Regions from separate parts of the Macaca mulatta genome. Here region 2 is linked to region 1. The links are chromatin contacts, called in public Micro-C maps. All regions are on one chromosome and are shown on one strand. The core of a region is the stretch at or near the end of the contact, and the rest is flanking DNA. Distances in the headings are between cores, read along the strand shown.

Region 1 (6,734 bases), core at 2,873-5,372:
GAGATGGAGTCTCACTCTGTTGCCAGGCTGGAGGACAGCGGCATGATCTCGGCTCACTGCAACCTCTGCCTCCAGGGTTGAAGCGATTCTCCACAGCCTCCCGAGTAGCTGGGACTACAGATGCACGCCACCACGCCCAGCTAACTTTTGTATTTTTAGTAGAGATGGGGTTTCACCATGTTGGCCAGGATGGCCTCGATCTCTTGACCTCATGATCTGCCTGCCTTGGCCCCCCAGAGTGCTGGGATTACAGGCATGAGCCACCGTGTCCAGCCACTATTAGCAATTTAATCACTAGGTATATACACTACAGAAATGCAAGCAAATGTGTACTAAAATATGCACACAAAATGATCATAGTCACACTGCCTGTAGTAGCCAAAAATGACAAGATAAATGTCCATCAAGAGTAGAAGGATAAGGCCAGGGACAGTGGCTCATGCCTGTAATCTCAGCACTTTGGGATGCTGAGGCAGGCAGATCACCTGAGGTCAGGAGTTCAAGACCAGCCTGGCCAACATGGTGAAACCACATCTTTACTAAAAATACAAAAATTAGCCAGGCCCGGTGATACACACCTGTAATCCCAGCTACTTGGGAAGCTGAGGCAGAAGAATCACTTGAACTCGGGAGGCGGAGGTTGCAGTGAGCCAAGATCGTGCCATTGCACTCCAGCCTGGGCAATAGAGCGAGAATCCGTCTCAAAAACAAACAAAAAAGAGTAGAAGGTAAGTAAATTATAGTATGTCCATATAATGGGATAGTATACATATAGCAATAAAAAATGAACTGTTAGCTGGGTGTAGTGGCTCTTGCCTATAATCCCAGCATTTTGGGAGGCTGAGGAGGGTGGATCACCAGAGGTCAGGAGTTCGAGACCAGCCTGGCCAACATGGTGAAACCCAGTCCCTACTGAAAATACACAAGTTAGCCGGGTGTGGTGACACGTGCCTGTAATCCCAGCTACTCTGGAGGCTGAGTGAGGAGAATCGCATGAACCCAAGAGGCAGAGATTGCAATGAGCCGAGATCTCGCCACTGCATTCCAGCCTGGGTGACAGGGCAAGACCCTGTCTCAAAAAAAAAAAAAAAATTAACTGTCACTTTTATTATGTAGTCTTTTGTGAAAAAAAGAAACAAAAGAATGTCTATTCATACAAAGTTAGAAAACAAACAAAAATTGCACTTCTATGCCTTTGGGATTAATTCATAGGTACTAAAGCTCTAATGAAGGGCAAAGAAATGACCACAGTGGTTATCATCACAGAAGCACAGTGTTGTTTGTGACTGTGGAGGAGTAGAGTAGAGGCTTCTTCAGTGATGGATGTATTCTAGTTATTGATCTGGGTACCCCTTACATGGATCTTTATAATTACTTGTTAAACTGCACAAGTTGGTATTTTACTTGTTTTTTGGTTTTTTGGTTTTTTTGAGACGGAGTCTTGCTCTGTCGCCCAGGCTGGAGTGCAGTGACCGGATCTCGGCTCACTGCAAGCTCCGCCTCCCGGGTTTACGCCATTCTCCTGCCTCAGCCTCCCCAGTAGCTGGGACTACAGACGCCCGCCACCTCGCCCGGCTAGTTTTTTGTATTTTTTAGTATAGACGGGGTTTCACCGTGTTAGCCAGGATGGTCTCGATCTCCTGACCTCGTGATCCGCCCGTCTCGGCCTCCCAAAATGCTGGGATTACAGGCTTGAGCCACCACGCCCGGCCTGTATTTTACTTGTTAAGCTGAACAAGTGGGTGTTTTACTTATTAAACTGCACAAGTGGGTCCCATTTCTTTACCGAATTTGAAGAAAAAAGCTGTTGGCATTCAAATAAATGTTATGGATCTCTAAAAATATTTTCAAAATATACTATGTGGGAAAATAATTTTATGTGAAAATGTAGGATATAAAATGGCAAATGCTGCATGAATTCAATTATGTTTTATGTGCATATATAAATTTTCTACATCAGGGATTTCTGTCCTTTTGAAATTATTTAAAACAATCATGTTTTACTTTTATAATCTGAAAGAAATCACATTTTTTAAAAAGATAGCATAAAGAAAAATTAAAACCGAGTGCGGTGGCTCACACCTGTAATCCCAGCACTTTGGGAGGCTCAGGCAGGCGGATAGATCGTGCCCAGGAGTGCAAGACCAACCTGGGCAACAAGGTGAAACCCTGTCTCTACTAAAAATAGAAAAATTAGCCGGGCTTGGTGGCATATGCCTGTAATTCCAGCTACTCGGGAGGCTGAGACAAGAGAATTGCTTGAGTCCGGGAGGTGGAAGCTGTAGTGAGCCAAGATCGCACCACTGCATTCCAGCCTGGGCGACAGAGCCAGATTCTGTCTCAAAAAAAAAATAAAATAAATAAATAAAAGAAAGAGAGAGGAAAAAAAAAGAAAAATTAAAATTGTCTGACAAATTAGTAAGAGAAAATCCGGTGTTGGAGGTGGGGTTTGAAGACACCACATTTTCTCAAAAGGGAAATTCCAGGGATCAGGTCATCTGATAAGCAAGAATTTTCAAGAGAAGGAAAGCAACTATGTCCTGACAAAGAAAAAGGGATTTCAGGAAACAAGAGGAAAGGACAAGCTACCTTGCAGGTGCCTTGAGGATGTTCAACAGTCATTCTTTACTCCTCTCCGGAGGTCTCTATCCAAGCAGGGCAGAGCTGAGGAAGGAGAAAGGAGTCAGGAAACATCAGGTTCTTCTGAGAGAGATCCGGTTTGACTATGTCAGAAGTTATCTTGGCTACCCTACTGCCCACCACCTACAGAGTAAAGTCAAAGAAGTCTAGGACATCCTGCTCAATCCGGGCAGGGTCAATGCCGTTCTGGGCAGAATCTGTTTCTGAGCTCACAGAGGTCTCCAGTGGCTGAAGTCACAAAGACAGAGACTCCCCATACCTACATTGGCTATATAGACACATAGTCACACAAACTCACTCACTCACATCATGGGGACATAAACGTCACAGGCACCCCAAACCTAAACACAACAGGCTGCACATGGTCACACAATCACACACTCACACACACCACGGGGGCAGACACGGACACAACTGCAGAGTCCGTGGACATCTCTCACTCAAAATCCCAGCGACATACACCTTGGGGTCGCAATGACAACAAAGTCACACGCACCCTACATCAACAATATCACCAACACGCGCGCGCGCACACACACACGGAAGCAGCCACAAACCTCACAAGGCATACTACACACAGTTCCGCAAATGGTAACAAACACACACACACGCCAAGGGGACACACAGTCACAACCGCGGTCCAGGAACCTCACACTCGCAAACACAGTGTCCAACCCGGTCACAATTAAACTCCACTGACACCCGCACAAACAGAAACAAAAAGTCCTCCCCGCCCTCACAGTTCCATACACGGTCGCACAGATACACGCCCACCATAGAGACACCCCCAGTCACAACCGTACACACTCTTCACAATCGCTCCTTAGCCTGCTCCCTACGCAGCCCACACAGGTCGGGAGTTCCTCTCGCCCCAGGCTCCGAGCAGCCTCACTTACGCGTGTTCGGGTAGGGTCAGCTCCACTCCACTAGAATCCAAACAAGCCGACCCCAGCTATCTCACAAAGCCCCAAGGCCGCCAGCCCAAACCCGCGGGAAGATCCCGCCCACTCCTCAAGAGACTATCTAGTTATCGCGGGAGAGAGCCCTGAGCCTAGAGGCTTCTGGGAAGTGTAGTCCAGAAAGCGACAGGTTGCCGAAAGCTACAGCCCAGCCATCCCGATTCCTGTGGCGCGGAATCTGGCACCAACAAAACTAAATATTTGGGGTGAGCTGCCCATCGGAGCCTTCCGGGAGTCTCACCTGACAAGGACTCCCTAGACCAAGCTTTAGTCAGGCTCCTCTGAGCCCTTTTTGTTTGGCCAGACCTCCTCCATAGCCTGCGAACCCCACTTCAGCAAGAATCCAGCTAAGCCAGTTTAGCAACAATCCCCCCACCCTTGATACTTGAGTTCCTCTTAGTAATTTACCATGCTTTAATTCCTTCACCCAGCCCGTTAGTTATAAATCTCCAGCTGCTGTTGTATTGGAAGTTGACTATTGCAACAGTCTTCAACCAAGTCCTTCTTGCCTGTTTAACTCCTCTGGAGCAAGTTTTCTTTCACCCCGCCCAGCCTCAGAGGGCGGCTCCCGGGCTTCCGCCCCTCCCCGGGAGACATACTGGACCGCAAGGTCTCCTGGGAAACGTAGTCCAAGCCTCGCCGGAGACTGGATGGGCCCAGCCAAAGTAAGTGGGCTGCGTCCTCTGGGTCCTGAGGCGGGAGTCTGGCCGCAGTGACTAGACTAACTGTGCCCCGGAGGCTGCTCGGAATTCCACTTAATGCTGGAAGCACGCAGACGCTCTTGAGGCGGGCAGCTGCGTAGCGTGTGGAGGAGCCGGGAGAGTGCACTCCAATATGGGACCTGAGCGTCTGAGACCGAATCAGGATGGGGAGTCGGAAGGGGACAAATCTGCGATCCCAGTCACGCATGCGAGACTGGGCAAAGGAAGGCTCGAGTGTGTGTAAGACTGCGGTGGGACTGCTTGTGCTGGTGAGATGAGGGGTGTCTGGGTAGTTGAGTGAAAGAAACCGCGTGCCAGTAAGATTGGTGCATGTGTGAGAAAGGTGAGGTCAAGATGTGTGCACCTTTGCGGGTGGGGAGGTCATATGGAGTGTGTGGAGGCTGGGGGCAAGATCGTGTATGGATCTGTGTGTGAATGTGTGTAATCACCTAAATGTGGGTCACTGCATGGGTAGCTGATACTGTGACTGTGGAGGAATCTGAACCTCCAAGTCTCATTTTCTCTTTAAATTGTGATAAGTTTGTATCTTCCTGGAGCAGCAATTTCAAAGGGGGGAAGCTCCATTATTGATATAATAAAATAGCATTTTTATGTAAACATTTAACATTCAGACATTTCTTTTGAACTAGAAAACAAAATCAGTATGAGTACTCAAAGTAGTTTTTAAAAAAAAACCCGTCATTATGCATATGGGGAAGATAAATTGTGAAAGGGAAACTTCCTTTTTTCACTATAATCTTGTTTAAATTTTTAAAATCAATGTGATGACTTATTTGAAAACAAATATAAAATTAAAAAACTGACAGAAAGGGGAACTAGGAGGAAATCAATAACTCTTTAAGCTAGAAACTTTGGGAGGTGGCAGAGGTTGCTGAAATATGATGGCGGGAAGTATATGACAACAGGAAATGCTGACGTAAAATCTAATCCTGAAGCTTTTAACAATGGCAGGAAAGGCTGGGCATGGTGGTTCATGCCTAGTGATCCCAAGCACTTTGGAAGGCTGAGGCAGGAGGATCACTTGAGCCCAGCAGTTTGAGACCAGCCTGAACAGCATACTCTCTACAAAAAAAAAAGAAAAAGAAAAAGAAAGAAAGAAAGAAAGAAAGGAAAGAAAGAAAGAAAGAAAGAAAGAAAGAAAGAAAGAAAGAAAGAAAGAAAGAAAGAAAGAAAGAAAGAAAGAAAGAAAGAAAGAAAGAAAAGCATGAGTGCAGTGGCTCATTCCTGTAATCCCAGCACTTTGGGAAACCGAGGCGGGTGGATCACTTGAGGCCAGGAGTTCAAGACCAGCCTGGCTAATATGACGAAATCCCATCTCTACTAAAAATACAAAATTAGCCAGACATGGTGGTGTGTGCCTGTAATCCCAGCTGCTAGGGAGGCTGACGCAGGAGAATGGCTTGAACCTGGGAGACAGAGGTTGCTGTGAACTGAGATTTGCAGCCCCTCCCACCCCCACACCCCATCTCTGTATGGGGGAACTTCTTCCTACTGTCTTCTCCCTTCCTTCTTGCCTATTAAACTCTCCACTCCTTAAAACAAAACAAACAAAGACCCAAAAAACAAAAACAACAAAATTTGGACTATACAGGGAAGCGATCTATACCTAATGTGGCTCTGTTGCTCTAGTTCTCCAACATCACATTCCTGTGCAGCTCCGTCTGAATATCTTTTAATTGTGGCTAAGACTCTTGGTTGAATGAGGCAATCACATTTTTGTATGTTTACCCCACCAATGTCTCCTAAAGAACAGAAAAAATTAAATGCCTGTGGGAGGTCTGGGAAATAAGCTGTTTGAACAGAGCCCTTTGTGTTTTTATGGAGGCTTCATTACGTAGGCATGATTAACTAAATCAGCAGCGATTGGTGATGAGTTCAACCTTCAACCCTTTTCCTTTCCCCAGAAGTCACCGGGTAGGGCAGAACTTTCCAACCTTCTCATCACATGTTTGGTTGCCCTATCCTGTGGTTATGTAGGGGCTTTCCCAACATCACCTCATTAACTCCCTTGTGGTTGAAAGGGATTGGTTATGAACAATAAAGACATCTTTCACATTTATTACTCTGGTGCTATTTCAGGAACTGAAGTGTCTTAGTCCCTTAGTACTTCTATAGCAAAATACCTGAGACTAAGTAATTTGTAAATAACGGAAAATTATTTCCCACAGTTCTGGAGGTTGGGAAGTTCGAGATGCCAGCAGGATTGGTGTCTGCTAGGTCTGATCTCTGCTTCCAAGGTAGGACCTTGTTGCTGCATCCTCCAGAGGGGAGGAATGCTGTGTCCCCACTTGTCAGAAGGTACTGAAGGGCTGGACTCATTCCCTCAATCCGTTTTTTTTTTTTTTTTTTTTTTTTTTTTTGAGACGGAATCTGGCTCTGTCGTCCAGACTGGAGTGCAGTGGCGCAATCTCGG
Region 2 (6,734 bases), core at 2,202-4,701, 70 kb before region 1:
CCCTGGGCCATGTACCAGTACCGGTACCGTACTGGTTCCTGGTTAGGAACCAAGCCACACAGCAGGAAGCGAGCAACAGATGAGCGAGCATTACCGCCTGAGCTCCACCTTCTGTCAGATCAGTGGTGGCATTACAACCTTACAGGAGTGTGAACCCTCTTTTGAACTGTGCATGTGAGGGATATAAGTTGCTTGCTCCTTATGAAAATCTAATGCCTGATGATTTGAGGTAAAACAGTTTCATCCTGAAACCATAACCCTCCCGTCCCCTGGTCCATGGAAAAATTGTCTTCCACAAAACCAGTCCCTAGCGCTAAAAAGGCTGGGGACCACTGTCTCACAGGACAACTGTCATATATGTATATAGTCCATACATATACGGCACATGAGTATAGTTTAGTTATATATACTGTCCACCCACCCCCCACAACATAAACTCCAGGAAAACAAGGACTTATTTTTGTCTGTTTTTGATATTGATAGTAGGTGCTCAAAAATATGCTGATAAAATGGTTCAGTCATTATCAAAAACACTATGACAATCAAAGATGAAAAACAGACATTACCACATGTATATATAAAAAATTGAAAGCAGGGACTCAGTTGTATACCCATGTTTGTAGCAGTGTCACTTGCAATTGCCAAAAGGTAGAAGCAGCCCAAGTATCCAATGATGAATAAACTGATAAACAAAATGTTTATCCATATATGACATACTTATTATTCGGCCTTAAAAAAGGAGGACATTCCAATACATGCTAATATGGATGAATCTTGAGGACATTATGCTAAGTTAAATCAGGGTCACAAAAGGACAAACAACATATGATTCTGCTTATATGAAGTACCTAGAATAGTCAAATTCAGAGACAGAAAGTAGAATGGCAGATGCCATAGGCCGGGGGAAAGCGGGGGATAGAGAGTTATTGTTTGATAGGTACTGGGTTTCTGTTTTGCAAGAAGAAGAGTTCTGTGGATGGATGGTGGTGATGGTACCATAACAATGTGAATGTACTTCATGTCACTGAACTGTACACTTAAATATGGTTTAGATGGTAAATTCTACGTTGTATATTTTACCACAACTGAATATATATATATGTATACAGTTGGTCCTCCTTATCCACGGGTTCTGCATCCTCAGATTCAATCAGCCTCAGATAAAAAATATAGTTAGGCCTACGATAGTTGTGTCTGTACTGAACATGTACAGTACAGATTTTTTTCTTCTTATTCCCTAAACAATAAAGTGTAACAATGATTTACATAGTATTTACATTGTATTAGGTATTACAAATAATCTAGAGATGATTTAATGTATACAGAAGGATGTAGGGACTTGAGCATCTGTGCATTCTGGTATCCATGGAGGGGTCCTGAAACCAACCCCTCCTGGATATGAACCGTATATAGAATAAATGGGCTACTACTACTAATTTGGGGCTTTAACACTAGAAGAGAAGGCCAGGCACAGTGGCTCACGCCTATAATCCCAGCACTTTGGGATGCTGAGGTGGGCAAATCACGATGTCAGGAGATCTAACACGGTGGCTAACACAGTGAAACCCAGTCTCTACTAAAAATACAAAAAATCAGCTGTGTGGTGGCACATCTGTAGTTCCAGCTACTCCGGAGGCTAAGGCAGAAGAATCGCTTGAACTCAGGAGGCAGAGGTTGCAGTGAGCCGAGACCGTGCCACTGCACTCCAGCCTGGGTGACAGAGCGAGACTCCGTCTCAAAAAACAAAACAAAACAAAACAACAACAACAAAAACTAGAAGAAAATAATATACCAGACAAGAATAACACAGAAATTGGCGGATATTTTGGAGTTCAAGTATTTTAAAGTCTTAAGGTTGAGTTTTGTTAAGTATGCATATTAAAAATAGAAGGATAATAGCAGAAACCAAAGTAGGGGAGAAAAAGGGATAAGGTGAATTTGCCCAATAAAAAAAGATATATGTGCAACTATTATATGTCACTCAAAAATGTTTAAGGCATAATAAATAGAAAATAAAACGTTTATACGAGCAATCATGATAAATGCCACTGAATTATACTCACCTATTAAAATAACAGTCAAACGGGATAAACGGATGTAAACCCAGCAATATGCTCCTCACAAGACACAAATCTGAAACATAAAGACACAAAGGGGTTAGAAAATGAAATTCTTAAGAAATACAATAAAACTTGAAAAGCAATATTATCAGACAAAAGCGAACCTGGACTAAAAGGCACTCACCAGGATAAAGAGGTATGTTTCTTAAGGTGGTAGACTGGAATTTTAGTCCAATTCCTCACCCCCTCTAATAGATTATATATTCATACTCTTTGGAAGGTAACTTTGCCCTCCAATTGTGGGCATAATTGATTTTAGGCTTAGCCATGTGACTTGTTCTGGTTAAGGCAATCTCTCTTGTGCTCCGGTGACCCATCATGAGCAGAGCATGCCCTGGCAATAAATGTGCTTTTGGCCTGAGATCCAGAAAGAACAGATGCGGAGCAGATCTTAACTCGTCGCGCAGCCTATCCACTCAGCCAAGCCCCACCTAGATCAGCTGAACACCGTCAACGCGCCAGCCTGTGAACAGGAGAATAAGGACTTGCTGTTGTATGGCATTGAGTTCAGGGGTGGTTTTTAGACATCATTATTATCATGGCAATAGCTAACTAATATACATAAAAGCAGCAAGTCGTAAGAGAATAATGAACCTGAAAAGTTCACCAAGGAATACTGGAAAACTACAAATTGTAGGGTCAAGGACTACTAGGGTAAAAAAGACAGCAAAGGAGAGGAGTGGCCAACAGGGAGAGAGGACCAGTAAAAAACAAATAAGTGTTTTTCAAGTCGTTATCAACTATGCCAAATGCTACAGAGAAGCCAGCTCAAGACAAGAACTACTAGACATATTACAATCACGCACACTTCGCCACGCTCACACTCACTAGAGCCTTAATCACAATCACACACATATCACACATTTCATCATAATCACGCGCAACCAAACATCACAATCACCCCATCACAATCATTCGTGCCGTCACACTCACACACACAACCACACACCCACACTAACTCCCTTCACAGTTTTCTGTCCCAACAACTGCAACCACTTACCAGTAGCGTACCCTGAGCACTCCCCACTGCCGCTACTCGGGACACTCTGGGCCTAAGTGGCTCCGTGTCCCGTCAGCCGCGAGTCCCTTGCTCGCCCCCTGCAGCGGGGACTTGGCAGCGTCACCTGCCGGAAACACCCGAATGTTCATCCCACGCGCAGTTTCTGAGATTCTGGGTGAAGGGGACCCACAGATAGGTGTGGAACAGACGCCTAAAGCCCCGAACCATCCCTCCACGTCCGCGACGTTTCCGAGGACAACACCTCCCAGCAGGCCCCGCGGCCCCACTCAACATCCGGCCAGAACACGTCTGCGTTTCCTGTGTGAGAGTGAGGCGTGGGCCAGGTTCCCGGGGAGGCTCATCTCCATTGCCCAGCGCTACAGCCACCCGCAACTCTGAGGCTCAGCTGGATGTTGAGAGTTGAGGGAGCAGCCGTTTCGGGTGGGCCCAGGCGAGGAGCTGACAGGAATCGGCGTGGGTCCCGCTCTGGACTACATTTCCCAGAGGGCCTGGTGGCCTGCCACTTTTCTCGCAGGAATTCGAACGTTTCGTCACTCCTGGCGGGACTCTTAGATCTGGGAGGTGAGATATTTTGGTCCCCGGGAGAACTGGCTCAGGTCTGCAAGTTCCCATCCGGGATGACTGGAAAGGGCTTAGTTGAGGATACCGAAGGCTGGTGGGGAGCTGGCGCCTTGGGCCCGTGTGGGCAGAGCTGCCTGAAACGGGGAGGTTGTGTTTGGGAGGCCAAGGCGGGCGGATCACGAGGTCAAGAGATCGAGACCATCCTGGCCAACATGGTGACACCCCATCTCTACTAAAAATACAAAAATTAGCTGGGCTTGGTGGCGCGCGCCGGTAGTCCCAGATACTAGGAGGCTGAGGCAGGAGAATCACTTGAACCCGGGAGGCGGAGGTTGCTGTGAGCCGAGATCGCGCCACTGCACTCCAGCCTGGCGACAGAGCGAGACTCTGTCCCCACCCCTCCAAAAAAGAGGGGAGGCTGTGGAATTGTCTGGGAGATAATAACACTGCGGCTTATGTGCGGATATGGGATACCTGTCACTGGAGGGGTTGTGGCTGTGTGTACCCGTGGTGATGTGTGATTGTGACTGCGACAGTGTGGGGTGCCTACGATTGTGCAGCTGTAATTGTGTTTCCTATGGTGTGTATGTGATTGTAACTGTGTTGCCGTGTGTGGCTCCGTGTGTGCAGGTGAGACGTGCATGTCGCCTTGATTTAAGTGTGACTGTCCCTAACTGTATGTGGCATTCTGTGTATGAGTATGAGGTCCCGTCAACTGTGCGATTGTGACTCCAGAGCTCTGTCTCTAGGAAACCTCTCTGAGGTCTGGTGGTCAGATTCGAACCCTGGACAGCAGTGAACACAGCCTTTCCCCTGAGCCACTGGAATTGGACAGGATGCCCCATTCTACTCGGATCTCCATTCCCCATGTGTGGTGGGTAATGGGGCTGGGGAAGACCGCTTACTTGACTAATTTGGGTACCAAGAAAAACCTGGTGTCTCACAGTTACTCTTCCCTCTCCCAATTTTACCTTTCTCCAGGTGTCACCAAGAAGAGGCGGAAAGAATGCATGATGAACTTCTACAAGCAGTATCCAAGGTGTGTTGGGGTTTCTTCTTTTTCTTCTGAAAATTCTTGCTTAATAAAGGAATGTCATTTAATTCTAGGTCCCTATAATTTTCCCATCACAGAAAAGGATGGTTGCTCCACTTATGCTTGCTGAATTTTCTTCTCAAATATTTATTATGATTTAAAAATAAAAGGATGATTAGTTTAGAGATCTCAAAAATACAGTATTACCAGGAAAAAATAAAATTTGACCACTCAGATAACTAGTGTTAATATTTTAATGTGTTTTCATTATTAGTCAAGAACCAAATTTTGTTTCATTTGCCATTTGATGTTTACATTTTTACAAAAAAAGTGTCATAAATATGATCCCACGTAATCATTTTCAAATTCTCTAACATTGCTGTCAGTTGCCTGTCGATATTTTCTGCATGATCAAACATACTAGCTCCTTAGTTTTCTTTGGAGATGTCTTTCCTATAGTCCTCACTTCTTATGTTCCTAGATGCTGTTCTCTCAGTCTGCTGCTGGATGGTGTTCTAGGATTTGCCTTTTATAATTATACTGGCACTTTCATCACCATTTTCATGTTAGTTTTCCAGTGTCTTAATATAGTACCTTTTCTTTTTCCTAATTTACTCCCTAGTTTTGATGGAACATGTAGCCCAGTAGCTTCCTAAGAAAAGCCACATTGGAAATACTTTTATCATTCCCTGCAGATTTCAAATTGTCTTGATTTAATCTTCATAGTGGCTTAGTAATCTGATTGGAGATAGAATTCTATTTCAGAATTTATTTTCCTTTATAATATTAAAGGAATTACTTGTTTTTTTTCTTGTTTCAAATGATGCTATTGAGAAGTCTATTGCCATTCTGATTCCTGAAAACTTATGTCATCTGTCTTTTCTTCCTAGAAGCTTTTAGAAACTTTCATTTTTTTTTGAGACTGAGTCTCGCTCTGTCACCCAGGCTGGAGTGCGGTGGCCGGATCTCAGCTCACTGCAAGCTCCGCCTCCCGGGTTCACGCCATTCTCCTGCCTCAGCCTCCGGAATAGCTGGGACTACAGGCGCCCGCCACCTCGCCCGGCTAGTTTTTTGTATTTTTTTTTAGTAGAGACGGGGTTTCACCGGGTTGGCCAGGATGGTCTTGATCTCCTGACCTCGTGATCCGCCCGTCTCGGCCTCCCAAAGTGCTGGGATTACAGGCTTGAGCCACCGCGCCCGGCCCGAACTTTCATTTTTGTTTTGCCCTGATATTCTGAATTTTTACTCCAAGTATTATGAGATGTGTTTGAAAGCTCCTCCCATTTTCCTGTCTCTTGGGGCATAAAGGGAAAGTGGGGAGGGGGAAGAAACTCACTAATTGAACTGAATGCATGCTGTTTCCTATCACTGGAAAAGTCCAGCCTACTTGTACATCCCTTTGTACACAGGACATATATCTTCTGATATGATAGGATTCACCCCCTTTAATTTTGCTTACTCTGTCCTTTCTTGCCACCTCTACCACCATCTTTTTCTTTTCTCCTTCCATTGTGAAAGCATGTTTGTTGTTTCAGGGGTCAGTGATGTTCAGGGATGTGTCCATAGACTTCTCTCAAGAGGAATGGGAATGCCTGGACTCTGGTCAGATGAATTTATACAAAGAAGTAATGTTGGAGAATTTCAGCAACCTGGTTTCAGTGGGTAAGGATAACTATTCCCCAAAATTCAGAGTCTGCCCTTGTAAATGTCTCCTTTCTCCACTGTGAATTATTTGCTTCATGTAACCAGCTGAATTTCTGCTCCCTCTTCCCTAAGGAATGGTTTGAGTTGAAATAGAATGGAAGAGTTGGAAGTGGGCAGCTCCAATGGGCTGCGGCTGAAGCTTCATCTTCTCCATCTTTCTCTGGTCCTTCTTGTAATGTCATCTCTTCTTTGATCACTAAGGGACTCGATCTGATTTCTGGGGAGCCCAGAGCATAACCATGTCCCATGTCTTTTCTTGTGAGCAGGACTTTCCAATTCTAAGCCAGCTGTGATC

Evidence for each region. A called contact is a pair of places that touch in the nucleus more often than the background predicts.
Region 2: a contact with region 1 is called in a Micro-C map of CD4 T cells, with 5 times the contacts expected there. The contact joins the promoter of ZNF829 here to the promoter of ZNF568 in region 1. A contact is called at or near these places in 2 of 14 Hi-C or Micro-C datasets (CD4 T cells and cortical neurons).

What each region holds. Positions count from the first base shown.
Region 1 is chr19:48,062,820-48,069,553 of T2T-MMU8v2.0, reverse strand. It overlaps ZNF568 (zinc finger protein 568), which reads right to left and starts at 4,122. Exons shown (of 11, transcript XM_077982520.1): 1 at 4,008-4,122; 2 at 2,590-2,664. The region is part of intron 1 of ZNF875 (zinc finger protein 875); the gene reads right to left. It also overlaps a transcript of ZNF790 not described here and a transcript of ZNF345 not described here.
Region 2 is chr19:48,132,099-48,138,832 of T2T-MMU8v2.0, reverse strand. ZNF829 (zinc finger protein 829) reads left to right here and starts at 3,451. Exons shown (of 7, transcript XR_013410592.1): 1 at 3,451-3,702; 2 at 4,684-4,741; 3 at 6,271-6,397; 4 at 6,706-6,734. All of the region lies in intron 1 of ZNF875 (zinc finger protein 875), which reads right to left. ZNF568 (zinc finger protein 568) reads right to left here. Exons shown (of 11, transcript XM_077982520.1): 5 at 2,245-2,583; 6 at 2,064-2,133.